Regions from separate parts of the Anas platyrhynchos genome. Here region 2 is linked to region 1. A link is a contact called in public Hi-C data. All regions are on one chromosome and are shown on one strand. Each heading gives the region's core, a stretch centred on a gene start, on an enhancer-like site or on the middle of the called end of the contact. The rest is flanking DNA. Distances are from core to core; before and after follow the strand shown. Region 1 overlaps LOC106020015 (a long non-coding RNA gene). Region 2 overlaps PDK3 (pyruvate dehydrogenase kinase 3).

Region 1 (6,795 bases), core at 2,011-4,510:
TCCCAGTGTCTATTTTGAAAGCTGCCTTTACAAGAGGGAGAAGCCCCAAACTCCCCATTCACATGCTAATTCCCTTGTTTCAACAAACTGGTATTCTCCTTCACCTATTTACATTAGCATAAAATCAGGATCCTGAATCTGCATTTTCCATCGGTTTCAAAAGACAGCCAGCTTTCAACATTTCCAAAATGCATCTACTCAGGGATAGTTCAGACATGCAAAATGCCAATGTATTGTAAATGCAATAGTCATTTACCTCCTGAATCCAGAATGTAATTTCCATTTTTATTTTAACCACTAGCGATCCATTGTTCCAAATTCCTTTCAATAAATGTCCCCCACTGCTGCCCATAGCTTCTGCAGAAACAATTTTGAATATTTTGCAGGCAAAAATAGCAGAAGTGCTGAAAATCATACCGTTCCTTTCCAGACTAGATGATTGATGAAATGCACATTTCAAAGCCTGTGAAAATACGAGCCAGAAATAAGTAGCAAATGAGATTATCCTCGTATTGATTTCTCTGCAGTACATTCTGATTAACTGGCATACCAAAGCGGTAGTTTCCAGCTGCCCCACAAAGATCACATCCTTCATCCTCAGTATGTGTGGCTTCTGATAAGTAAGTGGTTCCTTTAGTTATCAGATACCTGGGGGCTTTTCTGCTCTGCTATCCAAAATCCTTGGTCTTTTTCCAATATGTCTGAACTTTAAAAAAGGTAGATTCTAGTCTTCTGTTTGCTCTCTACAAAAGAATCCACCGCAAAATTTCATGCTGACATTTTTTACAGCCTGTTTCCAAACCATCACATCTTGCTGAAAACATTCTGGTGTACTTGGTCCTTCCTGAGCTGTTAAAGCAACCCCTGGGACAATCTAGCTAGGCCTCTGGGAAATTTCCAGCCACTGGAAGATATTTTTTTTTTCAGAAATCAAAATCAGCGTGTTGATCTGAAAGGCTTTCTGCATTATAATCAATGGTTCAGGAGCTCTGCTGCTGGTGTTGTTATGAGATGTCTAGCCCGAACTTCATGACAGTACCACAACACCTGAAGAGCTAGTAGTCTAACCTGCCCTAATCATAGCAAAAAAATGTTAATGATCAGTCTAGGTGTCATGACAGAGGGTAATATTATGTCTTTAGCTTTATTCTGTGGGGAATATGCATTTAACTTTCAAGCACCAAACTACAGCCCGGGTGTTCAGCTGCCCGTGACCCAAGGTTTGCTTTCGCCGTGGACAGCTATCAAAAACTGGATGAGCTTTGCTTAAAGAGTTGTTGTCCAGCTGCAAAAAAGAGTGTAAATTAAAGCCATGTGAAATTAAGTATGCAGGGAGAAGTAAAATTGTAGATATAGCTAGCAAATCAGGGATTCAAAAAGAAAAATACCATGGGAAAAAAAATAAAAAATAAAAAATGCAACACAAAGAAAATAGGCAGAGACTCAGCAGACAGCAATTCACTTAGGTGAGGGACCATAACATGGTCCAAAGAGCCAGCTCAGCAAAAATGTATGAGGCGTCTTGCCAGGGTGGTGAGCATCATCAGTACTTAGCCGAGCAGCCCGTACTGTATGCATTAACCAACAAATAGTTGCCATGTTTTTAAAAGCTGCAACCTTTTGGCACAATACAAGATGCCCAAGCAGAAAAATATGACCCTCTGAGAAAAGGCTGCGGGTGTGAGTGCTAGTCCTGGCTCTCCTCCCCTTCTCCATCTGCCCCTGTTTCATTTCTTCTTGCCATGCAGTAAGACTTCAAGGTCTAAATACCATCCCCCAAAATGGGGATGCATAAAATGACTGCAGCACAAGGTAGTGCTGGTGCTCTTTCATCTCAGAAGGGGTTGCTGTGAAGCGATGAAGCATTTTTTTCCACTATTAAGTGGTATCTACAGGCTTTCTCTAGCCTTCTTTCAAGGAAGGAAGAACAAATTAGGACACTAAATAATTTCTGACAGTGCCTCTTTAACTAAGCATTTGGGAAGGACGAGGCTCTCACTAGAGGGCACATGAGGCTGGATTTTTATATATCCTATCCGAGACATAAATGGTAAGGTGAAAAACAGCAAGGCTGAAAAGAGTCACTGTGTACGACTGAATCCTCTTAGATTCAGGCACAGTGACAGGCACTTAGGGGAGCAAAGAGAAGGGAGGGAAGAAAAATACCACACAGTAGGCATGTTCTCACTAATTGATGGCAAAATTCTCAAAAAGCTTTCATCTGAAAGAAACAACATACAGTACAGTCATCAATGAGGGGCAGATTTAAGGACTGCTACTGAAATAAAAGAAGTCTGGGAGAAATTTCACATTAAGCCCCAGTAACAGTGATTCCATGGACATTTGGCAAGTAGCGTGGCACAATAGGAGTAAATCTGTACCAAATAGATTTACTGTCCCGTAGATCTGTATAGATGCAGTATTTGAAGTCTTGATGCCTCCATTACTCACGTATTGCCCTAGCTCTGGGCTGGTCCCGTGGGCTGAAAGCCTGCTAGCAGCCAAGGAGCGCTGTGTGTGCTCCTGGAGCACGACTGCCCCTTGAGCTTCACCCTAAGGGCATCCCGCTCAGAGCTGAGGCCCACAGTGCGGTCTGAAGCATCATTAGAAACAAGATCAGCAGATCTGCTTCACAAATGCTAATCCCATTTAAAACAGTAGTGTAGACACACGCAGTCTGACCAGAAGTAGAAATGAATCCCAGAGGAGTTGTTTGCTTTGTGATGAGCTGGGGTGGGCTTTGGCCCAAGGCAGAGGACCAAGCCAAGGTGGAGACCCCAGGCCAAGGTGGAGAACCAGCTGGACCAAAGTTCAAGCACCAGTGCCTCTCCCTGGAAGACAGGGTTGAAGAAGCGTATGTATACATAGCTTCAGATCCCATAAGTGGTCTTGTGCTAGCCAGGCTGAAAGTCAGAGCCAAACTACAACAGTAATCCACCGCCCTTGTGATTTTGGCGACACAGAGGCCTGCTGTATGATAGAAGAAGCTCGGTCCCCACCTGGCAGGGCTGACACGGTAGGACCCGAAGACAAACAAGGGGCACTGCCGCCCTTTGCGTGCTTTTATTCACATTTTCCCTCTGAGGTAACTGCAGAAGCTCCGGACGGCTACCAGATAAGCAAGCGTTGATTATTGTGGCTCACGCTACCCCTGGCAGCAACGGAGACTCCTAGCAAATATTTGGGGGAGCATAGGCAAAGGGACGGCAGGGACTCCACAAACACCCTCTGGACTCCACAAACACCCTCCTCCTGCAGCACAGCACCCGGGGGGCAGCCCCCAGAGGGCCCAAAGCCCCCGGCCCGCGACCCCCGGCGAGGGTGGCGCTGAGCAGTCGACGCCTGCCATCTAGCGGCCCTCGGCCGCCCCGGGCCCCAGCAGAGACCCCCGGCCCCTGGGGGCTTCTGCTGAGCCCCCCGGCCCGGCTGGGGAAGGGGAGGCAAGAGGAGGGGGCCTGGAGCAAGTGTTTAGCCCCGTTTTGTTTTGGTGCGGTTGGGTTTGACTTCCTAGCCCGGCTGGTGAATGGTCTCAGATCCAGCGATTTGGGCCGTGTGAGAAGGGCTGAAAATAGTTGCAGAAATAAACAAGTTAACTTATACCTTACTGATGTATAGAAACGCCAAAGGCTGGCCCAAACAGCCTTCGCTCGCAGACATGTGCAATGAGAACAGTGTGGGTGCTGCATATTGGGGGAAAATGAGGCGTTTTGTGCATTGAAAGAATTGTGCCGTGTACCCTAAAATATTTCTCAGGGAAAGAAGTGTCCTGGTCTGAGAATCGCTTTCAAAGTTTAGAGTTTTGTGCCACATCTGGCGTAGCGTGTCCTTTAGCTACCCTAGGAAACTGAAAGGGTATCAGTGCTCTGCTAAAAATAAATCAATAAAAATGAGGAAGGACAGCATGGAACACAAAGCCTGTAACACAGGAGAACTAGAAAGGGGGCAGGAGGCAGGGGGAACACCTGCACATGGTAGCAGGTTCAACTATTACCACAAATGGTTGGAAAAGAAAGAAAATCCCTCATGGGCTCCGGGTTGGGAAGGGTTGTCATGCACTGCTGGACCGTCAGCCTGCAGCTTTCCCTGAACAGGAACTTGTATGGCGTGGGGGGAAAGGTGGTCAAGCTCTACTAAGTGTCTCTCACTGCAGATTTTGCACCCAGCTTCAAGTGGCAGAAAAGCACAGACAGAAGAAAATAATAATAATAAAATAACGTAAGCAATGTAAGTGAAAATTCCCTCGCTTCTCCTTATGAGGAGGTTTCAATGGACGCTGCATAGCAGCAAGGAGGGAAAGCATCAGTAGCTAATCTGGTCTCAGGCAGCTCCAACTGTTTACAGAGAGGAATTTGCTTAGTGTCAGGGAAAGCTGTTGAGACTATCCGTGGAAGTCCAGTCTGAGGATGGGATAAGGTCAGTAATCTTAGCTAAATCCTATTAAACCAATAAAGGATTCAGACTGCTTCCTCAAACAGAGCCATTCAAAGGGTGGTTTTAAGATTAGAAAATTAAGGAAGATAAATCCAAATCAAATCCTTTTAATCTCCCTCCATTTATCAGCATTATTTTTTTTTGAGAGAGCGACAGGCTAAGGGTGTTGACAGAGCTGTAGACATGATACTAGCGGTGGCTTCTGTTTAAAATTACAGAAGGAATTCAAAGTCCCGCTGAAATCATTACAATAAAAAGAAGGGAGTTAATTCCTTGGCAGTGATCTGCTAAGGCAGTTTTACTCAAGAAGCCACAGTCGAGGGCAGCATAAGACAACCTGGGGTTGCTCCCCAGCCAAGGAGATGGGACGAGCTGCACTGTGTGCATGGGACCGAAGGAGCTGAGCAAAGCATCCAGGCCATAGGGATGTGGTGTGCTGGGCCAATGCTTAACAACAGGTTGGTTTGGGCCACAAATAGAGGATGGCTTGACAGCCCAGACAGCCGTTTGTAAATACTGCTGGTAAAAGTGTAGTCAGATAGCTTTTATGTTGGATTGTATATAAACAGCTCCCAAAAAATCATCCTTTGGCTCTCTCAGCCTTGTGTACACAGGTTTTTCTTCATACAGCATTGATACTAGATTTGCATGTTGCTCAGTTAAATCTGTGTAAAGGGCTGAAAATAGAGAATTTGTAGGATGGAAGTTGGTGCATTCGCGTGTGTGCACACATTGACAGAATCACCGAATGCTGATCATTTTTTTTATTTGTTTTTACTTTGCTACCAAACAGTACTAAAAACCTGAAAATTGACATCCACAATTTGCTGGTAAGAGACCAACTAGCATTTGACTCCTTATGATTTTTGAGAGACAAATCCTAGCTTCCAGAAGCTGGTAGATTGTCTGATGCAGAGCTGTATGGACAGCAAATACTGCTCGTAACCTCACAGTCAGCCACCTGGGGGCTCAGAGCTGCCTTAGGTCCTCAGCAGACAGCAAAGAGCTCACCAGAGGATGTTGCCACGTAACTCTCACTGCAATGCTTGAGAACCCTTTTCCCCAGCCTGTTTTTGGGTCAGCCCACGAGAAGTTCAGTGCGAGCATGCAGCTACCCCGGTGCTAGAGTCTGTGGAGGCCAGCGGAGCACCTCTCTTCGGGAGAGGCTGGCAAAAGCAGAAGCCCCAGACAGGTGAGAAGAGGAAGAACCAGGCACAAAAACAGGATTTAAACAGCAGGTGTTGTCCTGTTGCATGTGTCTTGGAGGCATCCAGGCTATTTTAAAACTCAAGACTAAAGGATGTTGAAGACCTCCAGGCCTCAAAGAAGAGAATTTCAAAGGGAGGAGGGAGCATCTTTCAAGATGAGGTTGCCTAGTAGCCAAAGGGTAAGAGAGGAAGAAAGAAACAAACAGAGGGAATTGGTTGAGCTTTACCTCCTTAACGTTATCCACAGGCAGGTGATGGGCAGCACTGGGTCTGACAGATGACCTAGTGGCTTTGTTCTTCCTTGCTCCAGCAGTGTAGGTTCCTCACCAGTTCCCAAGGCAGCTGGCACTGCAGAAAACGTTATCTCTTAGCTACCAGGTGTGTCATTTGTAACACAATAGCTGCTTAGGAAGAACCAGAGTGAAAAGACCTGCATTTTTTTCTTATAAAATATGAGTTACTTGACCAGAACTTGATCCTCCGTGGAAGTAAAAGATAGCACATACAGGGATAATACATAGATTCAGAAAAATAAAGATGCATCTCCAATTAGAACCATGAATTTTAACATATTAGCCCCTCAGGCTCACTTGCTCATGCTCTCTTTCACATTACACATGAGCAGCAGAGGGGGGGGATGCTCCACACAGGAGAGAGAAGGCGAGATGCTCTGGGGATGTGACACACAAAACATTGCCTCTAACCAAAGCAACCAATTCATATGTGAACGGTTCCTATCCAAGCACAGAAATAGCAGCTGATGTCATTAACAGAAGTAGGCAGGTGAATAGAAACAGAGCAACAGGAAAAAAAAAAAATGGAAATGGGAACTGCAGTCCACAATTGCAGAAGAGAGTAATTCATAGGCAAAAAGCTATAGAAAGTAAAATTGACTGAGAAAGGGAATCATGGTCAGCTTGCCTGGGAATGCAAATACGTACCGCCTGCGTGGAGCATTTCCAGTAGCACGAATGTCGCTTGGTAAACCTGCATGCAACACACAAATGCTGCCTCTGCAAAGGAAGAAACCCAAGTCCTGTCTACAGCCATCCAAAAATGCAGTAAGAAGAAAAAGCTCCAAACTATTAACATACTGGAAGTGTTCAAAACAGGATACCTAAGCCAGAGAGATTAATCCAGCAACAGGATTCCCATG
Region 2 (6,795 bases), core at 1,533-4,032, 52 kb before region 1:
AGCATGGCATTTGCTAGTCTCATAAAAGGTTATTGGAAAGACACACAACTTGTAAAATACCTTAGTGCATTACTCCACTTTTGCTCCCCATTATCTGTAGTGCACCCATGTTCTAATAGCCCACAAAAGCAGAATACTGGGCAGACAATGAAGCTTTAGTGCTAAAAGGTACAAGATACACTAAGAGATCAAGATTGATCTTAACTTTACATAGATCACTTTCTGCATGGCTGCACATAACGGTTACTAGGAGCTGTGCAAGTAACTCCTTTCACTCTGTAATATGAATATGAAAAGGTTTATTAGTAACACCATAAAGCAATGACATAGAACTCAAAGGCAGAGGATGACTAATTCAAGTATTTATTCTTAAATAGAAAATAGGGAGTAGAGGGAGACAAGGATTATAATTTAAACCTTTAGTTAGAAGTACTCAACTAGTATTACTTAAAAAGGCAAGGAAGTCTAGATAACTTGCTGAAAAATTAAGCAAAAAGACACACACAGTATTTTTGCATCCTCACATTTGATTATGAAATAAATGCCAACTCTACAAGCTATGCTGAGAGAATTCTGAGCAGAAAAATCCGGCTACTCCACTGTCTAAAAATACTTCATGTAACACTATGCAAGCTGTCTCTGCCAACAAGATTAAAAAGTGACAGCCACACTGACAAAGCCTGACAATTCTGGAAGAAAGCACACTGGTGGTTTGGATTCATTTCTGACAGCTGTGAAGTACCATATTAACCTGTTGCCAGTATGTTTTTACCATAATTAGCACAGAATATTAAGAATTAGTCATGAGTACTAAAAATACTAAAACAAAGCTACAGCTTCTTCAGGTTTACAAGCAACAAGCTCTTGAAGATGAAATAAGCAATTACTTACTGTGTTGGTTAATAAGCATACGGAAAGAGATGCGGTTGGTGTAGAATCTATCTAGAAAATACTGGATGTTACTGCTAACAAATGGATCAAAGCCATATTTTTCCTTGTATTCAATCACCCCTTGAGCCATGGTTGGAACCACATCATTGTGTCTGTTCCTGACTTTAATTAAAACATCTAAAAAGCTAGAGGAAACAAAATTAAAAACAGATTGTTAAAGGTATAATTAAACTCAATCTCTCACTTCTGTTTTCAACTCTCCACACCATAACCATTTTATCTATTTGCCATCCCACCCAGTAAATAAAGTTGTCATACCTAAACAAGCTTATTTAAAGAGAAACATTAGGTCACAACGGTCTGTGAAATATTTACGGTCTCAATTTGAATCATTCCTTCCTGAAACATCCCTTTAGATTAAATCCCTTTGCTATTAACTGAGAACAAGAGATTCCCTTTTTATATGCACCACAGTAACTCTCATTCTCTGTAACTAACAGTAGCTGGCAGATTGGAGAGGTAACTTAGAAAATAGCACCTTACTGCCCCCATAGAATTTCCTGACAAGTATTATAATTCATAATTTCTTCCCAAAATTCACTCTGTGCACTGTAATTTTTGAATGCATTTCTTTACCTGACATCTATTCTGAAGTCTGAGTGCTGGGATAGGTAATTATCATCTATGTGCCTTCTGTTCAGTTTCCTTTTTACACCACTGGATGGCAGAACACATACAACGGTGCTCTGACAGATGTCTCTGTGGTAGGTTGGGCAGTTTTAGGATACCACTTCCTTTGTTTTTAACAAGTACTTCTCTTGAATCAGCTTGGGGGATTTTTGTTTCTGCTGCCAAGGCAGCTCTACACTTATCTTAAAAGTGCTCATCCTGTTTATTCCATGTGCAAAATTGTGCATACTTTAAATATTAATAATTATTAGCTTTTAAAAGCCTAGACATAGAAAAAAATCAGTGCTACTCAGTTCTGCTCTATTTTGTAATGTGATATGGATGTTAGCACTACAGTGTTTACATGATCTTGTTAGAAAACACACAGTGAAACACAGCTTTCAGAAGAAAACAAAGCTGGGAGTCTTGTTGGGCTATGCCTGCATCTGCAAATTTACAGACTTGGCTATGTAGTTGACTTTAAAAAAATATGTCAGATTTATACTGAAAAGAGATGCATTATTTGCACCGAAAGCGAAATATACACCAGCTAAGGAAGCAAAGAAGACTAAGATCACAAAAAGTAGAAGACTACCAGTTAGTCACCACATTTAAAGCACAAGCTTCCTTCCTGTTCATACCCAGTTAGCCAAGACAATCATTTGATGGTAAAACATATGCTTAGCTAGTGATAAGCTTTTAAAATTATTTCTTCTACTGTACCTTGCCAGCTCCAAAGGAATGTAGGATTAATATTTAATACTCTTTCATCATCCTTGTTCTGATCACCAATTTTTGACCATATATTAACAAACAATTCAGTTGCCTTTCAACACTGTTTTGTTGCATATAAAAGGGGAAGTTTTAACTGCCTGAATCTCCCCGAAAATTTTCACAGTACAGACCAACTTGTTCCCTATTGCTTTCCAATCTTGCTGACTGCTTCAGATATTTTAATAAAGAATTTACAGATCATTTAAGTCTTGATTCTGTATGATTTGTAACCCTCTGAGATCTGGTATTAGCTTTCCAGACAAGACTACTGCCTGGCTATTTTATTCATGCTTTCTCTCTGTTTCAGAGCAACAAGACTGGCTTAAAACAGAGCTGAGAAGCAACACTTCCAATCATATCTGAAAGACAACAACTGACAGCACTCTCTACTAGCTGCTATTTGCAGACAGCTGTGCTTTTCATTTTTAAGTAGCTCCACTACCCACAATATATACAACATGATGCTTATGTGCTCCACGAGGGCACACTGTTCGCAGATATCCTGCTACTAAAGTGCTCAAATGCACCGAGCGTGCTGGAAGGGCAAACAAAGGTCTAGGCTGTTTACCTATTACAGACCAGCAAATCATAGCTGAAGCTTGGTGTGTGAATGCACACAGTAAAGGAATTCTTCACTCTTACAACGATCTGACAGCCTCTTGTCCTATCTTCAAAGATAACTGAGTTCACTCAAGTGTTCCCATAAAGTAGATGCTTTCAAGTGACCAAACATATCAAAGTATATATGCTAATTTCAAGGCAGTGGCGCAGAAACCACAACACATCTCCTTCCACTCATTCCTTACCCACTCCCCATCCTGCACACACCTGAAAGGCATTTGAAGCTTTTACTATACTCAAACCATAGGAAACCACATAAAAAAAATCTTAAGTGGTCATGGGATTGACTGAGAAAAATCGATTGCAGAATAGCTCTGAAAGTTTTATTTAGCAATAGATCTTCAGAAAAATTCTGTTTTGCATTTGAACAACTACAATGAATAATGCTGTTGGTTTGAGCAATTACTAATATAAAGCTACTTCAGTCAAATAACTTCAGTGGCTTCTGTATTAACAAAACAATGTTTGTTATCACAGCTATTAAATAAATTAAACCTATGCATTCCTGTGAAGGTAATTAATGAATGTCAACACACAAGTTATTTTTTTAAGTCCCTAACGGCAGTAATAGGCATTATTCTGTTTTGATTTATCAGGACAGCGCAAGAAAAGTCATTTTAAAAACTCAGTATAAAGACAAAAGGGAATTTTTGCTATGTCCATTTTATGGATAGCATTACCTGAAAGGTTGAAGAAAAGCTGATGCGTGTAGACCATCAAAAATCCTTTTAAATAGGACATGTGTATATATATACATACTCACACACACAATATTCTTTGTCTGACAGACTGCTCTTTTAGAAAAAAGTGCTAGCTATCTGGTAGTTGAAAACCACCAGAAAGACAAACCAAGTTCACGCTCTGAAAAATTCCCCTTGTAGAACGTAACTATTTTCACAGTAAAAACACTAAGTGAAGTAGCATTTCGTATTATTTTGAAGTAACAAAACACCATGTGCTTATTCCAATCTACTCCGATAGTTATTTCAAATTGCTAACAGAATTGCTATTCCAATCTTTGTGCTGCACGAGGAAAAAGTTATTTTTTAATTACTAAATTTCGTATTTGTGCATTATCTACAGACATATTCACAGTGTATTACTTCAGTTACTATTGAATCCAGAATACTTTCTCTGACACACTCCCACCAAAGGGTGAGCAAGAAAAAAATCCAAGAAACTCATGGGTACGGAATGTGGAGTGTTTGTTCTTTTCTTTTTTTTCCCCCCAATGTACGGATAAACACCACTTTTTACAAAACCTTCTGTTATTGAAAGCAACTTCTGCCTTTGCATGATCATCTGGATGCATACTGCCACCCTTGGAAGTTCCAAACACTTCTGCCAGCTTACACACTCTACCAAATGTGAGCACCTTATCTTAAAACTTCTGCAATCACATTGTTTGACAGAACTAAGGAATGACTTCCTACCAGACCCCTCTGCACCTTGAGCAAAGATACTGTTATTATGAAAAATTCCAAAAAGGTCTGACAACATTGTAGCAAGTCTTCATCCAGTCCACTAACCAATAGAACATGAAGAAACTGAAGCATTTCTAATCCTCTGTAGCACAGAAATATGTGGCAGAAAAATCACTTTGACGTATTTTTCCCCATGTTCAAAAAAAATTCATGGCTATGCATCTGTCCTCAAATTTACACGCTAAGGGCACAGGCAAGTTGGGCTACTCTGGGAAGCATTAGCATTGGTTTAGTCTGCACTTACTCATACCTGTTCACCTGCTGTATTGCGTTGGCACTGCTCTCCTTGTGGGCCTCGGGGCACAACAGTTTAGGGATTGATGGGGCTGAAACAGGGCTATTTTTCCACTAGATCAGTTTCCCAACTCATTTCACTGTATGGCTGAGCAGACAGCTATGCCAACACATGGATAACATCTACAATCCTGTACGTTGATATGAAAAAGGGATTCCTCAAGGGCCTTGCGCTCTGAGAACACCCAAGCAGGCTCCCCAGGTGAGCAGAGAGGTGACACAAAGTCAGAGGGCAGTTTTACATTCAACTAATGCCGTCATTCCACCATTTTAGAAAGCATTATTTGAAGTACCACCTCCAACATCATGCATCTCACTCTTCAAAAGCCACGCTGCCACAAAAAAAACCCTCACTATTGCAAGAGGTCCAAACTCTGAATCAGTCTGCAATTACTTGTGCTAGAAATTGCTCCTGAGGACATATGATCCTGGAGACACTGAGCCCAGCTTGACTCTGACAAATGCTGTGCAAAGAAGGGTTAAGAGAGATATCCACGCATTTGCTAAGGAGTATCAGAAAACCAAAAAGCCATGAAATATTTAGAAAGAAAGTAAATCCTGGTCTGCAAGACTGCCTCTCGCCAACTATTGACCAAAGCAGACAGCATTGCTCTGTTCCATCCAAGAGAAGCCAGTAAGATTTAGTGATCACCCCCAAAATGACAAAAACTTGTATAATGAGTAGCCCTGGGTCATTTTAAAATATCTGATACATTTGCAAACTGCAGCAAGTTCATTTCTCAAGACTGAGCCACATGTATTTAATTTTCAACTAAAAAAATGAAAAACCAAAACAATTTGCCTGCTGTAGAAATAGCACTACTATAAAAAACATCTAACCCAAACTTCAGAAAGGACTCATCATGTGCAAGTTAAAGCTCTGCATTCTGAAGGTTCAGACCCACAACAACTGTCAAGCCATCAAGCGACTGGCGCTGGCAATCTGAGACCTACCTGGACTATGGGACATCTGCCCCTCTGCACAATCCTGGTGGTGGTGACACCAGAGTATTTCATTTGCTGCATGGTATTCAAGGACAAGTATGGAACTGTGATCAGATCTTTAAGGGCATGTCTATGGTTATCAGATGTATCTAAAAGAGCACTTCAGCTCTTTCTCTTCTCTCGTGCTGCTGTTACCTTGATAAGCAGCACCAGAACCTTAAGTCCACCCCAGCTGACAAAGACCCCAGAAGATCCCAGATAATGGGTCAAATTCTGAATTCATTGTTATATAGGTAGAAAAGCAAAGTGTTATAGAACCATTACTGAAAAGAGTTCCCAACATTTCTCCTCCTGCCATATAGACATAAAAAGGGGACAGAGCTATAGAGCAGCAACATGGGACACTGGTAGGGAAGTTGAGAAATTGTTAGATTTATCCATCGGATTATGAAATTTTTAAAATAATTGCTAATTACAGCTCCATATCCAGTCAGATAGCATGGCTTTCAGAAAGTTAGGAAGAGAGGACATGCAAAAGAGTAGGAAAGTAAATCTGCCTAATCTCAGGCAGCCTATCCAATATCATCAATAAGAATAAATTGGTCTTCAATTGGGTAATGTAGGTTTTGCATCTCTTCATAGGCCAAACTCAGTATAAAAGAACACTCTTCCTGTCTTTTGGACAATAAGCATAGTTGGACTTTATCTCAGAAGGCTGCAAAAGAATTCCTGGTGTTCCTTACTATATGTATTTAAATACACATCCTAAAATCTGACATCTTGTGATTACTGTAACAATAATTACACTGATGGAGTAAATATTTGGTTCATCATATTTGGTATATCATACTGATACAGAATATCTCACAGAATATTTCACATCATTTCATATCAATGTCAGAAATGCCCATTACCACTATGACAATCACATAATACACCTGGTAATTGTGAACAAACCCCAGAAACAGATCTCCAAGAAAACTGTTGACCAACCTTTTACACACTTCATAAATAAATATTTATTTGGTAAACTATCTTGAACCTCTGAAGTCTGAGGAACACTGACATTCAGTTACCTAACTGCAGAACATCTAAAATGGAACAAGCAGCTTCATAA

What was found. Hi-C and Micro-C count contacts between places; a contact is called where the count stands out from the background.
Region 2: a contact with region 1 is called in a Hi-C map of liver, with 4 times the contacts expected there. The contact joins two enhancer-like sites. A contact is called at or near these places in 5 of 8 Hi-C or Micro-C datasets (F1 follicle, liver, skeletal muscle and 1 more).

Annotation. Positions count from the first base shown.
Region 1 is chr1:116,622,331-116,629,125 of IASCAAS_PekinDuck_T2T, reverse strand. LOC106020015 (a long non-coding RNA gene) reads right to left here. Exons shown (of 9, transcript XR_011804790.1): 3 at 6,757-6,795; 4 at 6,581-6,652; 5 at 5,867-5,987; 6 at 257-463. Among named protein-coding and RNA genes, the nearest start is that of PDK3, 16 kb to the left of the region's middle. Within about 2 kb of position 3,260, at least 1 of the 8 cell types and tissues checked has an H3K27ac peak or open chromatin away from gene starts, as enhancers often do.
Region 2 is chr1:116,673,853-116,680,647 of IASCAAS_PekinDuck_T2T, reverse strand. It overlaps PDK3 (pyruvate dehydrogenase kinase 3), which reads right to left. Exons shown (of 11, transcript XM_027449036.3): 4 at 892-1,076. Among named protein-coding and RNA genes, the nearest start is that of PDK3, 36 kb to the right of the region's middle. Within about 2 kb of position 2,782, at least 2 of the 8 cell types and tissues checked have an H3K27ac peak or open chromatin away from gene starts, as enhancers often do.